Regions from separate parts of the Triticum aestivum genome. Here region 1 is linked to region 2. A link is a contact called in public Hi-C data. All regions are on one chromosome and are shown on one strand. The core of a region is the stretch at or near the end of the contact, and the rest is flanking DNA. Distances in the headings are between cores, read along the strand shown.

Region 1 (4,363 bases), core at 1,405-3,904, 290 kb before region 2:
CGGCATGGGCTGCTTCACGCTCTCCGTGCAGCGGTCCCTGCTCCTCCACACCCCGCAGGAGAGAGTCGCGTCGCCCATGGAGCCGTTCCTCGTGTCGGGCCTCCACGACGCGGTACGGCTCACCAGGTTGAGGCTCGCCGAGGCGACGCTCCCCGGCACGGACTCGCGGGAGTTCTTGAACCGCATGTTCGACATCGGGCGTGCCACGGTCGGCTGGTCGTCAACTCGTTCGCCGACATCGAGCAGAGGTACATCAAGCACTACGAGAAGACTACCGGGAAGCCAGTGTTCGCCGTCGGGCGGTGCCGAGGCACGCGGCTGAGGCACTCACCGGCGGTCGACGGGCACACGGACGCCACCCTGCCCGCCTACGTCCGCACGAACCCGTCGCTCAGAAGCGACAGCGCGGCGCCTGCCGCGAACGCCAGGGCGTGCTCATCGACCTGCGTCTCATACCGCTTGGGGGAGGTTGTTGATGAAGGTGATGGCCTCCGATAGCTTCGCCGCGTGGTTGATCTCGTCCGTGGTAGCGTCGCTCTTGCCGTAGAGAATGTTCTCCCGGATGCTCGTTGCGAACAGCGCCGTTTCCTGGTTGACGAGCCCGATCTGCTCGCGCAGCCACTTGGCGTCTAGGCCCTTGATGTCGTGCATGTCGAGGAGGACCGAGCCCGAGAGCGGCTCATAGAACCGCTCGATGAGGGAGACCACAGTGCTTTTGCCGGAGCAGCTCCCGCACGCGCTACGTAGTTGATGTCGTCGCCGCCCGGGCTGCTGCCACCCGCCTCCACGTCGGCCGCCGCGGGACTGAGGCACACGACTGAGGCACTCACTGGTGGCCGACGGGCACACCGACGCTTCTTGATCGACAGCGCCGACGACTCTGCGGACAAGGGTGGCGCCGCGACCGACGGGATCGATTGGAGCAGAGGGAGAGAGAGGGGATTGAGGATTAGGGAGAGAGAGAGGGATTAACTCCAGACACGCGTCTCCAGAGAGCCACCCACTTGCGCCTCAAAGCATCGCTCAGCCTGGCTTTCGGAAAACTGCCGATTCGGCCGTTCACAACGGGGCAGGCCCAGGGATGTTTTAAGAACCGTGCTATGCGGGCTAAACAGTGTATGTAGGCAACCAAACAACTGGGGGCCAAAAAATGCTGCACCGTGCGGGCCTGATTGGACTCGATGCAGGCAACCAAACTCGCCCATGGTGTATGGGAACGGGCAGGGCAAGGCCGTTGGAATACTGTGGTCCGGTGCGCCCACACGTCGGGCAAATATCGCGCGTCGGACGGCCGTCCCGGGCGGTGGTAGGCGGTTGCACCCGTCCACCGAGAGGAAAACTGTTAAGAAATAAAATATGTGATCAATTGTATGGAAGAGATGCCTCTCAGGAGGTGTTTGTTAGGGAAGAGGTGTCTCCTCAACACACCCCTTGAGGCTGTATATAAATGAGTCTCCCACATTGCAATGGACTAAGAGAATCATTTGTGTCTCTTCTTTATCTTCTTTAATTTGATATTACAATACGTTATCAGCAATTGTCTCTACCAATAGAGCAGTTGGCCCTCTCACACGATGAGCCGACTAACTGCCGCGTGCAGTTCACGGCGATGCTCTGCCAGGCCGATCCACTGCGTGGCACAGAAAACGGAGACGGCGGCTGCCTATACGGCCGACGCTAGGCGAGACGGCAGATTTGACAAATTTGACCTATAGACGAAATTAAATCACAGAATGAACTATCCGTGAAACTATTTCACGCGGCTGACCCGTGACGCCTACCTCTCAGGCGCTGCACTAGTGCAACGCCTGGGAGCTAGGCGCTGCACTAGTGCAATGCCTAGAAGCTAGGCGCTACACTATATAGTGTGGCGCCTAGCTCTCAGGCGCTGCACACGACTTAGTAATTTTCTGATCACACGTGTGCGACGCTGGCGGTGTAGCGCCTATCTGCGAGGCGTTACATAGTGTAGTGTGGCGCCTTCGTGTCGGGCGTCACACAAAAAGGTCAGCCGCGTGAAATAGTTTCACGGATAGTTCATTATGTGATTTGATTCCATCTATAGGTCAAGTTTGTCAATATACACAGGTGAGACCCCTGCGGCCGTGAGGCAGCGTGCACGGCTGCTTGACAACGCAGTGGCGCGGCTGGATTGCCAAGGCGACGCGGGCGCGGCACCCTGATGCGAAGCATGGCATCACGGCGGCTATGCACTGTGCCGAAAAGACGAGCATGCATACCCATGCAGTCATCCGCACAAGAAACCGATCCAGGAGAAAGCTAATTGATTTTTCTGTTTGTGATTAGCATGATCCTATGACTAACTGTGTTTCCCTGAATCAGGGATCAGGGATCATTAACGAATGAGCGCTACATACCCAATAAAACAGCCGTCATCACTATGGATGGAATCGCACGATTCATGGCTGCTCCACTACTCTACGGGGACGCGGTTTGCATCGGCGACGGCCTTCGGCCTGCCGGCGCTGACCGCCGAGACCATGGACTTGCTGAAAGTCGCAGAAGAGCGATTCCATCTGGCACAAGATGCTAGTTTGATGGTGGAGTTGGCGATGTGCACAGCGATCTATGGCTACTCGTCGGGAACTGGACCACAGGAGAAGGATGAGAAATCCTATCTCTTTGGCGATTTTGCAAATCAGCCTCTGAATTATTTGATAATCCTGAACAAGTCCCTGTATTTTTAAATTGAGACCTAAGCTTATTGAGGCTTGCGGTTTAGCCCTACGGCTTATTTAAAATTACAGTAGGGTGATCGGGCTCGTTGGACTTTATCAAAGCCATTGGGCTTTCTATTTTCAACACTTTAACCGTAAGGTTATTGTTATTTGCGTTTTATGCCCCAGGCTTTAGAGCAAGTATACATCATAGACCATCAGGTCTTGCTGAATTGCATAATAGTGATTATGCATAATTTTATGTTATGTAAAATGACCATTTGAGGCCCCCAAGTCCTCATATGTGTTGCACAAGTATGTTTATACTTCTGCATTGATTTGTATTACATGAGTAATACTGTTGCAAAGCAATATGTTGATTCCATTATTTGCATAGAATATGGAATTTGCTTGCAAGTTTGGAAACATGAGGTAGTGAAGTGTATGCTACTGCCTGACTATGTCAAATTTACATTTGTCACAAGGAATCGACAAATGGTACCTACTGCTTAATTGCAAGTTATCCAATGTTATTGTGAGGTCTATATTATGTCATTCCGACATAATGACTACCTTCAATTTTTCACACAACTCTGCATTATGGCAACGGAATTAATTTCGTTCACAACTGTGAGGTCTACATCACCATGTGATGACTATCTTCAATGTGCTTTTAATTAACACAAGGTTGTGAGAAGCTCCATAAGAGTGAGGTCGACACTACTTAGTAGTAATTATCTCCATGTGTTCAAAGCAAAAAAAATGAAGGCATAAGACTTATGACATAGCCATTATAAGGCCTACACCTTGGTGCCTACCTTCATAATGTTTTTCCAAATATTTGTCAATTTCATAGGATTTGTCATTTGTTGTGACTAAAGTGTCACATACTCCCTCGGGAGAGGATTCCAAGGCATTAGTGGCTACTATGCTACATATTATGCTATGAAGAGAATTATGAAAAACACTTGCATATTGTGGTGATTACCTTGCATGCATACACACCTTATGAGACGCCATCATAGCTATGAATTAACTTTATGCATAACTGAGAGGTTTATGCCATTTTATGGTGATTACCTTCATGTGTTATAGATAACATAAGGTTGTGCAGGCTATGATCAATGTGAATTATCCATAAGAGTGAGGCACCACTAGGTGGTCGACTACCTCTATGTGTTTTAAGGAAATTAAAGGTTTGTCCCTTTCGAAGTGACTAACTTTACTTGGAAGATCCACACCATACTGTGGTGTTCTTCTGGAAGGTTTGCCCTATTAGTCACTAAGAATCACCATCACCATGATTATGCTTAGCCATAGCATTTTCATCCTACTTAATTTACTGAAGGTAAATTAATGCATGCGAATTTCATGCAACATATGGTTGACCTTTTTGGAAAGGAAATGCGATGAGATGACATTTGGTGGGAGTAACTATTTAAGATGGGTTATGGACATTAAAAAATTTGTCGACCTGGAGCCTTGTTTCCACAGAAACTCCACCTGCAGAAAAATGTCATGGCTATCTAAGAATATGCATATTTGCATTTATGTGCCATCGCAATGGCTCGGTTCTCAAACTGAGTATGTAATGGATGATGAATATCCATTTTCCCTTTGAGCCTTCATTGAGGCGAGATATATTGTTATAAGCATCACATGAATGATTATTCATTCGTTGTCAG
Region 2 (4,766 bases), core at 1,282-3,781:
CCGAGATTGCCGTACCAAGCGCAGTTAGCAGACTCTTGGGGTATATATCCTCCCAGTAGTTGGTAACGAAAACATGGTCTATTTTCTCCATCATTGGGTTTCGACGCTCATTGCTCCACGTGTAGCGCCTCCCATTGAGGTATAGCTCCTTGAGCTCGAGCCTATTTAGCATGGCCCTAAATCTAGCCATCATGCGCCTATTGGGAGTTGTCTTATTCTTGTCCTCCGGATTGACAAGCAAGTTGAAATCGCCCACAATCGCCCTTCCAGCATGCTTGGGTGTACTGCGGTGGTTGGCTCCATGGCTAAGGTGGGCCACGCAGTCGGCTCCACCGCGACGAGAACGACGAAGGGAGGAGTTATGAGTGACGTGGATGGGTTCTTTATCTATTCCCCTCCGTTTGAAATTACTCGTGGTTTCAGTTCAACGAAGAGGACAGATGAGTCTCTGTGAAATGTCCATGTCGACGTATAGAAAACCGGACATTGATCAGGGCTGGAAATACTAATACCGGTTATGCTTTTCCTAGCAAAAAAGAACGTTGTAGGTAAGTCAATAATTTACGCGCAAGCATCCGCTGTGCCACTTGTCGGGAACGAGGGCATCAAATCTACCTATGGATTTCTTAAAAATAAAATCTACCTTTGGACTAAACTAATGCAAACCTCTTAGGCATCTCCAGCCGGCCCCCCAGGAAGCCCCCCACGAGCACTTTTTGGACGCCGGCGTCTAATTTTTCTCCCAGTCGGGATCCCAAGACCTCAAAAAGCGCCGGATTTGTCTAAAGTTACGGCCGGCGCGCGCAAGCGGAACGCAGCAAACCAGGAGGCAGCTGGGGGCGCCGGCGCAATACTTTCGCTGCCAAAGGGCCACTGCCATCCTCTCTACCCCCTCACCTTCTTTTCCTGGCTTGGCCCACCATATGATGCATGCAAAAAGACAAACTCTCTCTTGCATGCCCGCCTCGCTCCTCTGCTCTCTCTCCTCTCTCCCCTGCTCCTCGCTCCGGCGAGCCGGCCCCGTCTCCCGTCGCCGGCCTCGCCCGCATCTTCCCGTCTCCTGTCGCCGGCCTCGCCCGCATCTCCCCGGAGGAGCCGCAAGCGGCCGGCCCCGTCGCCCGTCGTTGGCCCTGCGTCGCGCCTCCCCGGAGCAGCCGCGGAGAAAAAAGTCTCGCCCGCCCGGACACTCCACCTTGTCAGCGCGGCGCCTCGGAGCCACGAAAGCGGGCGATGACGTGGGAAACACAAGGCCGTCCTCGTCGCCCGTCGTTGGCCCTGCGTCGCGCCTCCCTGGAGCAGCCGCGGAGAAAAAAGTCTCGCCCGCCCGGACACTCCACCTTGTCAGCGCGGCGCCTCGGAGCCACGAAAGCGGACGATGACGTGGGAAGCACAAGGCCGTCCTCGTCGCCCTGCCACGGGTGCACCGGGCACGGCGGCTCCGGCAGCGCCATGGGGTCGAACTCCCACTTGCCGAACATGACGGCCATGTCCCTGTAGTACGACTCCTGGATCTCCTGCTGCGTCGCCATCTCCCTCTTCTTCCGAAGGGTGTCGTCGGCAGTGAGGGTGCGGCGGATCTCCGCGTCGTGCTTGTTGGGGATATAGGTGGTGTTGACAACGACGGTGGAGGTGGGCAGGGGCAGCCAGCTCTGCTCCATCCACCGGCCGTACTCCCGCGCCGCCAGCTCCGCCGGGAACCCGGGCCACCAGTAGTTCACCACCGGCGCCAGCATGGCGGCCCCGGCGATCCGCTCCGGGATGTACCTGAGCGCACCCGGGTCCGCCGGCGGGCCCGTGTGGAGCAGGCGGCAGCATGGCGTGGGGCTTGGGAGGAAGGGAGAGCGACACCGGGGCCGTGGCCGCGCGGGCGAGCGGGCTGACGCCGGCGAGCGGGCCGGACGGCGGCTGACAGGAGCGAGGAGGAGCCGGTCAGTTCGCAGGCGCGAGGCTGCGGGCGGTGGCGAGCCGATCGATGGCGAGCTTTGTGAGCAGAGCACGCACGACTTAGGCGGTGGGGGGGGGCAACCAGTGGATATCATTCCACCCCCAGGCTAGAATTTTCGCCGGTAGCCCCCCAAGGGGCGAAAAAAATGCCTCCTGAAGGGCTCAACGGCTGGAGATGCCCTTAGTGCTGGTAATTAGGGTTCCGGCACTTTAAGAAACACAGAGTAATAATGGAGGCACACATGGTCAGGATGCCATAATGGCAAGAGACAGCACAAAAGAAGCTTGGCGGTGTATCATTCGTGTCCTTTTCAGAAGAAGAAAAATAAGCACAAAAGAAAACCAGAAAATAGATGGATGCACTTTTTCACCGGCCGGTGCTCCATACAGGATTCTTGGGGACGTGCCGTGCATGCGCGCCACCGCGCCAGGCAGCACTTTGGTACCACTAGCCGAGTCACTGGGAGCTTGGCACGCGTACACAGCTTGTCTGCGCAATCAAACGAATCATCATCAGCCTGTCACACAGCAGCGGCCACATGCAATACAAGCCGTGCATCCGGCCGCTGGAGATTTGGTACGCTGAAAACTTTGGGGAGAGGGGTGCGGCTCCGCTCAGGGGATGCGCGTTGTTTAACCGGGAGTCTGCCACCTGGTCTCACCGTCGTGGCTGCCGTGCACGCTTCGGACCAAGGGGGATGCACCTTGCAGGCCGCAATTACAGTTGCACGCGCCTGAATATTCCACTGGTGCTAGTAGTAGTGCTTGTGTGATCTTGAGCGAATATACTAGGGGGAAATGGCATCTTGCATTGGCGGGCAGGCGGGCAGGCTTCGCTTGAGGGAGCAGCTTTGTCGAGATCTGCACCGCACCCACTTTGTTTATCAGCAGTGACGCATTTGCACGTGACCTTGGAATCTGTAAGTAATCTTGCTTGACAGACAGTGACTGATTTACTAGAATGGTCCCACGCTTGCCTGCAGAATTTTTAAGAGTTTTTTTCCGTAATGACTCCAGAATGGTGTTTGTTGTAGCCTTGTAGAGTGGGGACTACTCGTACATAAGTATAGTACTCCTACATAAGTTTTTCTTTGACGCGGAGAGCGTCGACACGACGGTACGATGTGTTAGTGAGTCACTGCCTGCCCTGGGCACATCATCTGTAGCACGTCCACGCTTTCCAGCCAGCCACTGAGCGAAGCTCACACAATCTCCAGTGACTCGGCGATGACTAGTTACACGTACGTAATGCATCAAAGAAACAAAAGGAACACGGAAGGTTCAACGAGTCTGCGAATTGACGTGTCATCATTTTGAGCAACATACACATTAACACATACACTGCCGGTTCTAGAACTTGCGCACTACGATCAGTGTGGTACAACACTAGGGACCGTTTTTTCGAGGTTGCATGAAAAAAGCGGGCCAGGCTGAGTAGAAACCCGCTTGAGGAGATACAAGTCAAAATAGGACGTTTGCATGTTGATTGGTCACCTGCATATAGGTTGCATGCATTATGGAGGACTTCTCTACCCGGTGTTTTGTTGCATACATGCATCATGATAAGGAGTTAACAACTATACTAAACAGAGAGGTTAAAGTAGAATGCTCATTCTCACTACGACCGGAACCGAGTCTCCTCGCCGGCCTCCTCCTTCGCCACGGAAGAACGGGGGCGAGTGTCGGGGGTCCTCCTTCGCGAGTACGTCAAGCATGCCGGGGGGGGGGGGGGGGGGGCTGGAGCCCATGAACCGCGACAGGAGGTTGCTGTCGGACGCGCCGCTGCCGAGCTTGTGTCGTTGCCGGGTGACCTCCATGGCGAACCCGTCGACGAGGTGCACGGATTCCCGGAGCTTCCTCCTGTCCCTGTTGAAGAACCGCTTCAGGGTCCATATGATCTGCAACGGCGCGGTTGCAGCCTCGGAGAGAGCATGGACGCCGTGTCGAACGCGTCCACGAACGCCAATACCAGCATGAACAACTCGAGATAGCCCGGGTCGAGGCTGAACGAGATCTTGCGGGCGAGCGTCATGGTGCACGCCACGAGCGCGAAGAAGGCGCCGGCCACGCGCGGCTGCAGCGAGAACGCCCTGTCGCGACAAGCAAGCATGCCGGGCTGCTACGGCTATCGTGTGGGCAGCGAGCGGCATGGTGAGGTGGGCGGCAGGGGGCGGCGAGCACGTGGGTGAGGCTGGCGGCAGGACCCAGCGAGCGCGGGGGAGGCGTGTGGCAGGTGGTGACGAGCGCGAGAGGGTGCGGCGGGCGGCGAGGGAGGCGCGCGACGGGGGAGGCGTGCGGCAGGGCGCGGCGGGCGAGCGGGTGGGTGAACGCGGCGGCTGCGACAGCAGGGTACGGCCATCGAACGATGAAGGGGACGAGGGGCAGATGGATAAGAACGGGATTAGGTGTTGACACATTCCCAGCGAGCCACCCACGTACGCTTCATCGCATAGCTTGGACCTGGCTCGCTGGAAACGGCCGATTCCAGCGAGCCAAGCCCACAGGTGTTTTAAGAACCGCATCATGCAGGCCCAATAGTACTTACATGTAACCAAACAGCCCAACACTGAAGAGATGCTGCATACAGCGGGCCTGGTTTAACTTTTGTGGGCAACCAAACGCATCCTAAAAGAACTTGCAGAGATGGTCATTTTGGCACATCAACACCTAAAATCCCAGAGCTTTCTTTGGATGAGCGGGATCTTGCGAAAAGACTAGAACAAAAAGTCCTTGGCTTGGCGACTTTGGAAAGGGCTCACATGAGGCAAGCCTTCAGTATTACCAATCTGAAAGAGGGCAATATTTCCATCACTGCATCAACC

Evidence for each region. Hi-C and Micro-C count contacts between places; a contact is called where the count stands out from the background.
Region 1: a Hi-C map of leaf shows a contact between it and region 2, with 4 times the contacts expected there. The contact joins two enhancer-like sites. A contact is called at or near these places in 2 of 5 Hi-C or Micro-C datasets (leaf and an unstated tissue) and 1 of 1 datasets of contacts at active chromatin or transcription factors (leaf).

Annotation. Positions count from the first base shown.
Region 1 is chr2B:680,630,067-680,634,429 of IWGSC CS RefSeq v2.1, reverse strand. No RefSeq gene overlaps it. Among protein-coding and RNA genes, the nearest start is that of LOC123042053, 13 kb to the left of the region's middle. Within about 2 kb of position 2,654, at least 3 of the 8 cell types and tissues checked have an H3K27ac peak or open chromatin away from gene starts, as enhancers often do.
Region 2 is chr2B:680,336,281-680,341,046 of IWGSC CS RefSeq v2.1, reverse strand. No RefSeq gene overlaps it. Among protein-coding and RNA genes, the nearest start is that of LOC123046677, 4.0 kb to the right of the region's middle. Within about 2 kb of position 2,531, at least 2 of the 8 cell types and tissues checked have an H3K27ac peak or open chromatin away from gene starts, as enhancers often do.